Regions from separate parts of the Mus musculus genome. Here all the other regions are linked to region 2. The links are chromatin contacts, called in public Hi-C and HiChIP or PLAC-seq maps. All regions are on one chromosome and are shown on one strand. Each heading gives the region's core, a stretch centred on a gene start, on an enhancer-like site or on the middle of the called end of the contact. The rest is flanking DNA. Distances are from core to core; before and after follow the strand shown. Region 1 overlaps Maml2 (mastermind like transcriptional coactivator 2). Region 2 overlaps Maml2 (mastermind like transcriptional coactivator 2). Region 3 overlaps Maml2 (mastermind like transcriptional coactivator 2).

Evidence for each region. A called contact is a pair of places that touch in the nucleus more often than the background predicts. HiChIP or PLAC-seq counts read pairs in DNA pulled down with a chosen protein or histone mark.
Region 1: a contact with region 2 is called in a Hi-C map of bone marrow-derived macrophages, with 26 read pairs. The contact joins two enhancer-like sites. A contact is called at or near these places in 2 of 15 datasets of contacts at CTCF or cohesin (CD8 T cells and the NIH/3T3 cell line), 7 of 484 Hi-C or Micro-C datasets (B cells, CD4 T cells, CD8 T cells and 3 more), 19 of 115 datasets of contacts at active chromatin or transcription factors (the 230-238 cell line, CD8 T cells, the HPC-7 cell line and 15 more) and 2 of 9 other capture datasets (adipose tissue and liver).
Region 3: a contact with region 2 is called in an H3K27ac HiChIP or PLAC-seq map of embryonic fibroblasts, with 14 read pairs. The contact joins two enhancer-like sites. A contact is called at or near these places in 1 of 15 datasets of contacts at CTCF or cohesin (the NIH/3T3 cell line), 6 of 484 Hi-C or Micro-C datasets (bone marrow-derived macrophages, brown adipocytes, cochlea and 3 more), 13 of 115 datasets of contacts at active chromatin or transcription factors (CD8 T cells, bone marrow-derived macrophages, double positive thymocytes and 8 more) and 2 of 9 other capture datasets (adipose tissue and liver).

The regions. Positions count from the first base shown.
Region 1 is chr9:13,465,530-13,469,159 of GRCm38.p6, forward strand. All of the region lies in intron 1 of Maml2 (mastermind like transcriptional coactivator 2), which reads left to right. Among named protein-coding and RNA genes, the nearest start is that of Phxr4, 36 kb to the left of the region's middle. Within about 2 kb of position 1,317, at least 89 of the 459 cell types and tissues checked have an H3K27ac peak or open chromatin away from gene starts, as enhancers often do. A contact at or near this core is called in adipose tissue and bone marrow-derived macrophages, where this site is marked.
Region 2 is chr9:13,312,949-13,317,142 of GRCm38.p6, forward strand. The region is part of intron 1 of Maml2 (mastermind like transcriptional coactivator 2); the gene reads left to right. Among named protein-coding and RNA genes, the nearest start is that of Maml2, 17 kb to the left of the region's middle. Within about 2 kb of position 1,748, at least 60 of the 459 cell types and tissues checked have an H3K27ac peak or open chromatin away from gene starts, as enhancers often do. A contact at or near this core is called in the NIH/3T3 cell line, adipose tissue, bone marrow-derived macrophages and 1 more, where this site is marked.
Region 3 is chr9:13,490,373-13,494,397 of GRCm38.p6, forward strand. The region is part of intron 1 of Maml2 (mastermind like transcriptional coactivator 2); the gene reads left to right. Among named protein-coding and RNA genes, the nearest start is that of Phxr4, 61 kb to the left of the region's middle. Within about 2 kb of position 1,674, at least 33 of the 459 cell types and tissues checked have an H3K27ac peak or open chromatin away from gene starts, as enhancers often do. A contact at or near this core is called in the NIH/3T3 cell line and embryonic fibroblasts, where this site is marked.

The DNA.
Region 1 (3,630 bases), core at 67-2,566, 150 kb after region 2:
ATTTGCAAACAGTTGTCTTCAGTATGCTCACTGGAGAAAAGCAAGATGCTTCATAAGTGGGGAACTCTGGACAAATGACTGCAGCTAAAGACACCACAGGGTGTAAACGCTTCCAGATGGAGACCAGTTTCCCACCCTACTCCCCACAGTTCTCACTCTAAAACATTAGGGGGAAGGGCACTTGAGAGAAGAGCTCCTCAGGATCCTTGGCTCACCTTCCCACCCTAGGAAGGCTAAGCGAGAGTTCAAGGGGTAAACACAGTCAGACAAATAATCTCAGTCTATTTCCTGTAGTCTATCAACACATACTCACCAGAAGGCAGGGGAACCATCTGAGGAAAAGAAGGCTTAGTTGGTGGAACATCTGAGTGGGCCGTTTTTCTCTTAGGAAATTACCAAGACTTCAGGTAGCCTTTAGGAGGACCTGATGGATAGGGTAGCTACATGAAGGAGGACCTTCAAGACACAAGTTGAAAATAGCAGGCAGCAATTAGTGCACCACAGAGCTGCCTGCTTTGCCTGCTTTGTTTCCCACTTTGGTAAGCTCTGGGAGACGTCCAGGTTTTGATTTGTTTGATCTTTATGCCTACAAAAAACAAACAAACAAACAAAAATGTCATCCCTTTTCCCCTCCACCGGACCAGTCCTTGTCTCTTATAACTCCCTGAACAAAGGGTAGGGGTTTTGCTTGAAGCAAGACCACATGTATTTCAACCCAATAAATAAAGACAAGAAATTAAAATCAGGTATTTCACATTGTTCTTTTCTGGCTGGCCCCATCAGGCCTGGAATTTTTGCTCTTTTTTTTTTGGCCCCTTGAGTCATAGGAGATTTAGCTGGGATCAAGTCTGTTCGCTTCCCAGACCTCTAAGTTTGACCACTGTATTCTGTGTCTTGAACGTTTGCTCACAAAAGTTGGGCTAGGCAGTGGTGGCACCAGGGATGCTGGTTAGCAGATGAAGGGAATTCTGTCTTTGGAGATGTGTACAGCAAATCACAACTCAGGGCATGGCAGTGAAGACGCTCGCCTCCTTGCTTCTTTGCCTTGGGCCTCAGATAACAACAGGATGTGGCTTCTGAACACATGCAAGTTCCTTCAAGTGGCCTCTTTCAGTTTCATTCTGCTTTGGGCACTACAACATACAATCCACAGTTTTAAAGTCACCTATTTTTCTTGCCATTAATATATTTTTGTTATAGTTTTAACCAGGTCAGGACCACATTGTACTCAGGCACCAGAGTCCATGTCCACATATGTTTAGTCAGTACTCTATACAACTAAAATGAGACGGTTATGAAGTAGGCAGAAAAAGTTCTTTTTCTGTAACTATGAAGATTGACGGTGTTTCCCTCCGCTGGTGTTTTTCCAGTGTCTGTGCTACTGCTCGTTCTGGTAACCAATGATGTTAGCCACCAGGATCCAAAAGGTATCAAAATCCTGGGGAGGATACAAGATAATTAGCTCTAGGCGCAGGCTCAGGTAGAGAGATGACTTTGGTCAGAAACAGGCGTGAGCGCCACGGGAGCAGGAAGAACTGGACTGCAATTTTGCTCTTTCTGTAGCGTCTTTTTCTCTTCCTCTCCCCTCCGTCCTCCCCTGCTCCTTTGTCTGTCTCTTGCTGCTCATCTAGTGTGCATCACCTTCTGCCTCTTCATTTCCTCCTTGCCTACACTTCCAGAACCCCAGGACATAGCATGAAAAGGGAACCAGACAGCCATCCAGCTTGTGGACAGAGGAATGCTCTAGAATTTTTTAAATTTCAGGTTTAGGAGCTGAAGAGGTTGGGGGCTCAGAGTGCTTGCTGTTCTTGCAGAGCACTGGAGTTCCATCAGACAATCTTACAAGTACCCAAACCCCAGCTCCAGTGAATTGGATGTCCTCTTCTGGCCTCCCAAACCACCCGTAAGCATGAGTGGAAGCATATCTACACACACACACACACACACACACACACACACAAACTTACAAATAATCTTTAAATAATTAAGAACAAATAAAAATGTTCAGTTTTGCATAGCCCTTGCACTTACAAATGATACAGAGAATGTTTTCATTTCAGTTGACACCAACCTAAAAAGCCAAAGGTCCTTTCCTAGTATTTCCTCATAACAAAGAATTTCCTAGATGGTAGACACTGTTGTTAAGCTGACTGAACAAATACCTTGAAAGAGAAGTCATTCCACATCGAACATCCAAGATTCCATTCAGCGCATATTTGCTGAATGCCCAATCGACACCTGCATCTTGTTTATTCACAGAAAATGCACAGTGGGTTCGAATTGTGAGCCTGAACGGTGCTTAGCAGTGAGATCCCAAGAGGTCGCCAGATTCCTATTGAAGAACCTGCTGCCTACTGAAGGAGAAAGAGTACCAACAGGTCACGCTCAGCTGGACGTGGTGGACGTGGTGGTACAGGCTTTTAATCCCAGTGCTCAGGAGGCAGAGGCAGGTGGACCTGTTAGTTCTGGTCTACATAGCAAGTTCCAGGCCAGCAAAAGCTACATAATGGGACCCTGTCTCAGCAAAACAAAGATTAACTTTGGGATGCTAGGGGAAGTTTCCCAGTTGTAGAGAGCTGTGATATTAAACAGTGATACAAGCCAGTGTCTCTCCCTTAAGGGAATAGAAGGCCTCCTGGAAATTTGGCATGAAAACAAAGTTTGTGTAAATCCCAAGGTTTTTCTACAACTGCACTGCACAATTGGAAATGTTTTCCCACAGAATAACCTTTCAAAATGCTCAGTGTATGACCTGGAATGAGAAAACTGTATCGTGTCTGTGTTTTGACAACTGGAGTTTACATTTCCAAGGTAATACTGCTTCTTTTTTTGCAGTTTTCTTCTTGCTGTTCATGGTTTTATTCTTGCAATAATTTGCTGAATCTGAGTTTGACACTACCTTCGGACCAGAAATATTCCTTTCTTTCTATGTGGCATATCCTGTCTTCTCAGGTGGCTCTGGGTTCTACTTCCTCTTCCTGGATATCTGTTAAGAGAACTGTAGCAGGTAGCCCAGCCAAACAGTGTGTGTTCTCAGCTGATCTGCTTGGGTGGTCTCAGGTGTTGAAGAGGATTGAGTTATACTCAGCATCAGCTCAGTTCATTGGTTAGTTTAGAATAAGGAATGTCTGCGTGTCTTCTATTTAATAAATATTTATTAGCCACCCACCCTGCATAATCAGAATCACAGTCCACATGCCTGTGGTGACGCCAGGTGACATGGAAAGACAAGCATCAAATACTTGTTTGTAACCAGGATAAAACTACAGAGGACAAATACAGGTTTCTGTGAACACATGTCCAAGGAACCGACTTTGCATGATAAGCCACGGTCGGGAACGGCTTCCTTGGAAGTCATGTCTCAGCTGAGCTTAGAAGGGTAAGCCGAATGTGTCTTCAGATGGAAGGCTGAACACAGCCCCTGGGTCTGCAGGGAACAGGAAGTTGTAGGGCAGTTCTGGGCCAGCAGGGCCCCTGCAAAGGCAGCAGAGAAGGATGAAGGGAAAGTGTAGAATCTGTGCCTGAGCTCAGGCACCCCATTACTGACTTGCAGGCCTGGCTTCACAGCTCTATCAATTTTTAAAATGTGTTTTGTTTGTGTTTGCGTGGTCTCCAAATAGCAGAAAATCT
Region 2 (4,194 bases), core at 498-2,997:
TAGACCTGTTTGTGCTAAGCCTGCAAGCCTGCAGTCCACTACAGGGCACACTGACAGCAACCTCGAGGAAGTAGGGTTACAAATCCTTAACTGCGTTTGCGGGTAGACTGGGCCAGTGAAGGTCTTGACCTTCGCAAGCTCACCCACTAGGAACTCAAAGCCAATGACTTTCCTAGAAGGAATGGCAATCATGAATGGAGTGAGGGTGTTGGACTCTCTAGGCACACCAAACTAGAATAAAGGAGACTGGAAAGGAGCCTTTTTTTCTTATTCTTATTTTTTCTTATTTCAATCATTAATTTGCAAGAAAACAAGTCAAGACAAGAGTATGGTTTAATTTAGGAAACTAAACACTCAGCTGCTGCATTTCTGATGACTCCTAGGAGTCCACTAGCAGGGTCATGGAGAAGGGCTGCAGAGTCCTCTGAAGTAAGGGCTCAAAGGAAATTCTCCATGGATATTCACAGGACCCACAACTGGTCTTTAAGCTTTTCTCCTTCCTGTTAAGTCTTTTCTGAGTAATATCTTGGATGGGACTTAAAGGAAAGATCTGCAGCTCTTTGCTTAGAAGAAACTTTTGTATGCAATCAAATCCAAGTGGAGAATACATTTCTTTAAGTTGATGAATGTTTTCTTTTACCAGAAGAAAGTGGCAAGAATCATAATCGATGAGGTTTTTGATGGAGATAAAAATATGCTTTATTTATTTCAAGTTAAAGTTCCACCATGGTGTCAGACGTCTGACATGCATCACTCAGTGGATGTTGAACAATACTGGCAAATATACAAACACAAACTTTTGTGTCTGTGTGTGAATGCTTGCATATATATAAATATATATACATGTAGGTACATATGTGTCCACGTGTTGAGGCCAGAGGATGTATCTGCTGCGTTCCTCGGGTGTTATCTATCTTCTTTGCTTGTTTGTTGTGTGTCTGTTTGCTGTTTTGAAACATGGCCTTTCACTACCTGGAATTCTGGAATTCAGCAAGTATGCTAAGCTAGCTGGCCAGAGAGCCCCAGGGATGCGCCTATCTCTACTTCCCCAGTAACAGGATTCCAAACACATAGTACCTGCCCTTGCTTTTTGTATGTGAATTCTGGGGACTGAACTCAGGCCTTTGTGGCTGACTAAACTGACTGAGCAGCCTCACAAACATGTTGTTTGCTTGTGAGTCAAGGTCTCATGATGTAGTCCTGGCTATCCTGGAACTCACTATGTAGACAGGACTGACCTCAAACTCACAGAGATTCACTTCTGCTTCCCAAGTGCTGAGATTAAAGTTGGGCACCACTACTCCCAGCTTTTACAAGTATGAAAATTTGAGATCACAACCCCTTCTACCGTGTACTATGCATAGAGTGAGAAATATTGTTCTTCACCATGGCCTTCCAGTACAGCATGCTTATTTAAAATCACATTATATGTCTAATTTTTCAAGCACTATTCTAAATGTTTTTGAAGTATTAACTCATATCCCTGTACTTAAACCATGACATTATTCCCATTTGACAGATAGGGACTGAGTAGTGGTACAGTAAGAGTTTGAACTGTTGCTAGCTGCTAGAGTCCTATTACCTCTAACCAATGTCCCTTGCTGAGTGTAGAAGACACTCACGCAGGTGTCCTCAGACTCCAGCTCACGTCTGATCCAGGCCTGAGTTTTGAAGCAAGTACAACAAAGTATTTGCAATCCAGTGCTGATTAGACATGAAGAGTCATCTTAGCTGCAGATGCAGCTCAGTAGGAATGCCTAAGGCTATAGATCACTCTTTGAGTTGCCTGTCTCCTGTTTTCTAAGCCTCAGAAAGTGCTGGAACATGTAGTTCGTGAATGACAGATATGCTTTGGCTTGCATTCTGGGATAGGTTTCTACAGCCACCTGGAAGGCCTGTGGAGGTTTCTGAAATAAAACGTGTGCTCACTGGGAAGGAGAACGATGCTGAGTCATTATCCTCACTGGCCCCGTGGGCATGGCTGGTCTCTGGGATAGACTCTTTATGCTCAGGAACCAGCCATGGAGTATCTCCAGTGTGCATTCCAGATGGAATGTTAATTCTTGTGGAGGAATGGTTCCAGATCTGACTATGTTGTGAGGAGGCTACAGTCCATCTGGAAAACAAGTTTATGTTTAGAAATAAACTGCCTTTACCTTATAGATCCCTTACAGATATTGCGGCCTCTGTTCTGTAAGTGTGGTGTGGAGACTTCTTTCCCTACTTGCAACTAGATCACTCTCTCTAAAATCCTTACACATGAAAATCCTGCAGACACTGTCTCCGTGGTATAAATTCTGGAAGAGTTGTTCTTTGGATGGGAATGGCCACAGAAAGTGAGGAGATGGTGAGCATGAGGCCCAGAACATAAAAGCCATCCTTGGGGTTTTCTTTTGGGAATTAGATCTTGCTATAAGCTTCCATAACACTTCTCAGGAAATCTGTTGTTTCATCTAAATCCTGCCCTCGGCCCAGGAATGGAGAGGAAAAGACTGCAGTTCCCCAAGCACTCTTGTCAGGAGCTTTCTGTGCTAAGAGGCAGGAGACTTCGCTCCTTGACTTCATGTTCCTCTGCTGTGTGTTACAAGCATGTTCAGTGTGGGTCCGCTCCATGGTTTTGTCAGATTCCCAAAGTGCTCCAAGGCCTGAAGAACCTGAAGTCAAGGCTTGGGGTGAGAGGAAGAAGAATCCTAGGAATGCTGGAGTAGTGAGATTGTTGTCCAGAGCACAAGCTCCGGGAGAGCTCTTGAGTTGATTACTAGTCTGTGTTCTGCTCACTCCAGGCTCAGGAATCGGGGCTGAAATCAAATGTACCTTGTTTTGTGCCTGATTCCCTAACCCTGGGCCTTCTTGTCTGTTGTGTTATCTATCTGGGCACCATTGCCCTGTTTAGCTGTCCCCAGGTCTGCTTTTTTTCTGCAGGTTTCTTTCATTCTCTTCTGCAGGTGAGAGCCCTAGTAAACAGTCTCTTAGGCTTGGTTTCTAAGTGACCTCTCACATTTGCAGGCTTCCTGCCCTCTCACCTTAACCTCTGCATTTAAATAATGTCTCTCCCTTTCATTAAGGACCTTCTTAGTGAATATTTGAGGCCTGGCTTGCAGCTTTTTCCTGGGACATCGGCACAGGGACTGTTCTTATTAGCTGGGCACCCCAGGCTGCTGGAGTTCCTATCTTGGCAGTGGACCATCAAACACCCTATTTTTAAGAGTCTCTAACTTAGTTGTAAACATGTGCTGTGACTGGGCCCTCTGTCTCTTTACTCATATTTACTGAAGTGGTTTAGCTGTTGAAAAGTTGTTATGATGAAAAAGATTAAAAAATAAAAGCTTGGCCTCCAGGATTGTTATTTTCCACTTGTCTAACTCAAAAATACATGATCTCACAAAAAAGAAAGAAGGAAGGAAGGGAGGGAAGGAAGGATAGAGGGAGGGAAGAAGGAGAGAGGGAATAAGAGAGAGTAAAAGAGAGAGAGAGAATTGATGTGTTCGGTTGCTTAATTTGATGGTCTAGTCATATTGCTAATTTAAGGGGGGAGTGAACCAACTGGTTCATTTTGCTCTGACAAATGCCAGTCAAACATGCATAGGGGTGGGGGTGGTGTGTGCTGCACATGTTTAAATGATTGGACCTACTCAAATAAGTCAATCTGGTTGGCTTTGTAAACTGTTTATGCTCTTAAGATCATGTGTATTTATAATAAAAATATTCTATAGATGTATTTAAGTTCTAAAGACTTTTCTTATTCCATTAGGAGACCTTAACCACTATCCCAAACTCTCATCATTCCATCCATGTACACTGGTAGACTGTTGACATTTGAGACCCTTGCACAATAATATATAGGAACTTGGTAAAGGAAAGACTATTGCACATATATCTATTATTTTGATCCTTTTAAGAAATGTAGGGTTACCAACCATATCTTAATATTTTGAGGAGATGGTGACTTATGGCTCAGAGTGGGAGATTCAGGAATTTAAATGTCAAGAGGTTAGATTCTGCCTTTTTCTTCTTGTAATTTAGGATTCTGAGTGCAATGTCAGACAAATTCCTGTACTCATCACAGGAGGAACACCAGCTTTCCTCAGGGTTAGCTTTTCAGGAAAGCTGGCTAATTAGAGAGCACCTACCCTCAGAGGTTGTATATAGTCATGTATAAGGTAGAGTGTTTTTCCTGGGGTCATGACTCCCCAC
Region 3 (4,025 bases), core at 424-2,923, 180 kb after region 2:
AGGACTTCAGGAAGGTAGAGATCAATGTGGGCTGAGGTCATCCTGGAAGACTTTCCAAACAAACCACTGGTTTTATAGATCCCTCTATTCTCCAAGCATCCACAAGCTGGTGAGGAGTGGGTCAGACATGGGACTGAAAGGATGAGTGGGAGGCTATCGAGCCAGGGAGAGAAGGTAAAATCCTACAACACACAGCTATCGGTGGGGAAGGCCCAGAGAGAGCCGTGGCTCGGGGAGTCAGTGCACCATTGCTCTTCTACTGAAGCTACCAGTGCAGATTTCCACTTCTGAAAATCCCTGTTGGCTAGTGCACATTCAGAAAACTGTTAGCATCCAGTAGAGGTCGTGGGTGGGGGTGGGTGATAGTATTGTTCTTTGATATTTGGGAAGATGATCAAGCAGACATGATAGGTGGCACTTACCTCTTTTTCTTGCAAGGGAAAGCACACAGGGGCGAGCACAGGTCCTTGTGCAAGCTCAAGGATGTACGGTATGTGTAGTGCCGTCCCATGTCCTGTAAAGTGTAAAGATGATGAGCAAGCTCAAAATGTTATCTATAGTGTTACTTCTCTTCAGGTTTTGTTTTTTAAAAAATTCAAGTGTCTCCACTTGAAAGTCACTTCTTTCTGCTTTGAAAAATAATGTCTTAAAGTGAATAGTGTTCATTGTGCCTTCTAAATTCTACGTAAGCCGCTTCACAACTAAAACCTCCTGCTATGGAAATTAAGGACCAATCCTTTGTGGTTTAGAGACTCGAAGACATCCCTTTTTATTGAGCAGGAAGAAAGAATGTGTAAGAGAAATGTTTATTTTAAAGATGATAGGACTTCAGGGATTTAAATCATGGCTATTACCATTGAGTGTTTTCTGCCATCTCCCTGATTTCATTTTTAAGATAACATAACCTCTCACATCTTTTATTTTGTCAAGGCAGCAGCTAGAGAAGGATCCAGCAGCTGTTGTGGGGATTTGGGAAACAAGATTATTCTTACTATAGTGACACTTCTTTCATCCAGGGTTATGCTAAGTGTCTAATGAAAGAATTATACCATGCAGAACATGCCAATGCCACTGAAGCTTTTGACAGAAAGAAATCCAGTCCTACTAAGGCAAGGGAGTTTTGTCTCTATCAGGAACTCAAACGTGCCCTTTGGATGTAGTAACTCCTGTCATTTCTGCACTGCAGCAGAAGTAGGGCACTCAACCCAATTTCACAACCCTACAGAGAAGAGAAGAGAGTTCGTGCCTGGCATAAGCAGGTAGGGTGTCTGAGGGAGGAAAGTGTGAAGCAGTTGTGCACCTGACCTTATGGTCTCTGCAGCACCTTTGCAGCCTGCAGCATGGCCATGATAGCTCATGAGGCAGGTTGCTCGGTTGATGAATACTAGAAAAGACTTGAATTGTTTCAGAGTACGCTGGGTTTTGTGGAAAGTCTTTTTTAATTTATAAGCATCCCTGGTTAAAAACAACATGATAAAGAAAGCTCGCATTCTCCTTAGAACCCAGAAATTTAGAAGGAATTGAACAAGGAATAGGGGATCACCTGAACCAACTTCCTTTGCTTTGCAAACAGGAACTTAGGCTAAGGAAATCAACCTCTGGCTCGACTCAGGTTACACAGAAGTTTACAAAGAGAGCAGAGTGAGTCCACACCCCAGACATCCTTACGTTGTTAGTCAGAAGGCCAGATGGAAGAAGGGAGTCCTTGTAGGTCAAAGGACAACACACGTGCTGTAGAAAGTACAACACTGTAAATATGTTAGAAACTGTGCGTGTGATTAGGCCAATTCAGGTCTACTCTTAAACCCATAGAACAACAATAGACAAATGTGTAAACAAAGGAATATGTATGTCTGTGACACAATAAAACTTTATTTACAAACCCATTGATGGGCAGTTTGTGATAACCTTCTCTCCAGAATTAATGGAGAAAATGAGTGCAGACATCTTGGGAGGCTTTACGAGCCAACTTCCAAATTTTATCTGTCATAGAGAATGCCAATTTTTCATAGCTCTGGAGGGTGCTGTTAGAAAAATTGCTCTGACTCAGGCAAAACTGACTCTTTTTATAGCTTTCCCAAGAAAAGGTTGTTCTGGAGGATTTTCAAATATTGGAGAGTCATTCTTCAGGATTGCGCTCCTGTTACTCTTGTTCTAGTTACACATGAAGACTTGTGTTTTCCATACATCTGTGCGACGTGGAAATTCACTACTGAGAGAGTCTACAACCACTGTGAATGTGAACTGAGCTATGACTTTAAAATTAGAATATTTACCACTGTCTTCAAAAATGACTTGAGAGCTTTGTGGCTGTTAAGAAATGGAAACAGAGCAAAGATGTTCTAAATGTATATTACTGTGTAAAATTGTCCATAGATCATAAAGGTTTTAAGTTGCTTTTTAAAGTTTTCAAACCTATGCATGCAGGGGTGTGTGTGTGTGTGTGTGTGTGTGTGTGTGTGTGTGTGTGTTATACAGACAGAGGAAGAAAAGAGAGAAGAAGAGATTACTTTGGGAGGCAAGTCAGAGGACAGACACAAACAGCAGTAGCTGCCCTAGAATGAAGATTTCCTTGTTCATTACAACTGCCTGCTAGGACAGGTTTAGTACCCCAAATTTTGCAGAAGTTACAACAGTTTCACTAAGGCAAATCTGCAGCACAGTGTCCTATTCCTCCAGATGTGCCATTCAAACATTGGCGTGTAAAATAAATGACCCTGTAGAAACTACATAGGTTTGATGGCCTTAAGCCAGAAACAAGCCTAAACGGAGTAAAGAAAAATGGCAGAGGGAGAAGACAGTGCTGGCAGAGGCCAGCAAGAGGTGGACAGAGGCCAGACATCAAGCTTTAAATGCCTACTGTGGGTCACTGCAAGATGATGGCTCTGTCCCTGATTCCCTTGCTCATCACTCTGTGCTCTGCTCCTCACTTCACTCTTTTGCAAATACTAGGTACCACATGACAGGTAAGGAAACCTCATGATCAGTCTGGAAGAAAATAACTTCGTTCTTGTCTGCCTTGTGCTTGAGTTCTGCTATGGTCAGTTGTTATTACAGACAGGGAAAGCCTGTAGGCATTAACTTTCCTCCATGTCAACATTGATTTGTTGAAAACTCGTTATCTCTCTGTGAAGATTTCTGGAGAGTATTTGAGTGAAAACTTAATAAATAATTTCCTTGACTAGGAATTAGCCGTGGCAAAGCTTACCGCCTTACCATCCTGCTAGTCTTCATAACAAACCCAATGTCTGGGTTAGTACTCACTTGCATGTGCTTGGTGGCAAGTGCTGCTTTTCCTTCTGTTTGTCTTACAGATTTGTTTAGGTGTTTTCATTGAATTGATGCCAGCATCCATTTGACTTAAAAAGAAGATAATTAAAAACTTAGTACACATCTTACACTAGACACCTGGTTCTGTGTTGAGTTCTGTTACTACTTAGACTTTCAACTTCAGATAAGAAGACCTGTGTCTTCTTCTCGATTCCCAGGTGTTATTCTGAAGGGCACAAAACACAAATGCCTTGTTAATCTGCTCTGTAATTCTGGTGTTCCGGTAGCATGAACCAGCACTGTGGCTTCCTTCTCTACAGATCCAGGCCCTCCTTTGATTTCTGCCCAGCTTCTCCAGCCAGGAGTCAGCCCCTCCCTAGGACCACAGGCCATTGAGATGTTGCCCCACCACAAGACTTTTTACCCTTTTGGAATTTCTGTAGTACTTTCAGTTTATGCCAAAAAATCCCTTACTTAATTATATGTTATCTTGAGTCTCTCTCAAGTGGTTTAGAGCATAGTGTTAATCCACACAGCCTTCTAAAGAGAAGGTTCATGGGTCATGGCCACTAAGTGATGTGATAATTTTGAGAGGACCATGAGCTACCACAGGCAAAGATGTGCTAAAGTCAAACTCTGATCTTTAGACCCACAAACACAATGACTAGATCACTGTTCCATCAAGCAGGCTCCCAAGCACTCCAGTTAATCAGTTCTCGTTAGGAAGTGTGGTTGTCCAGTGTCATGAGACATCT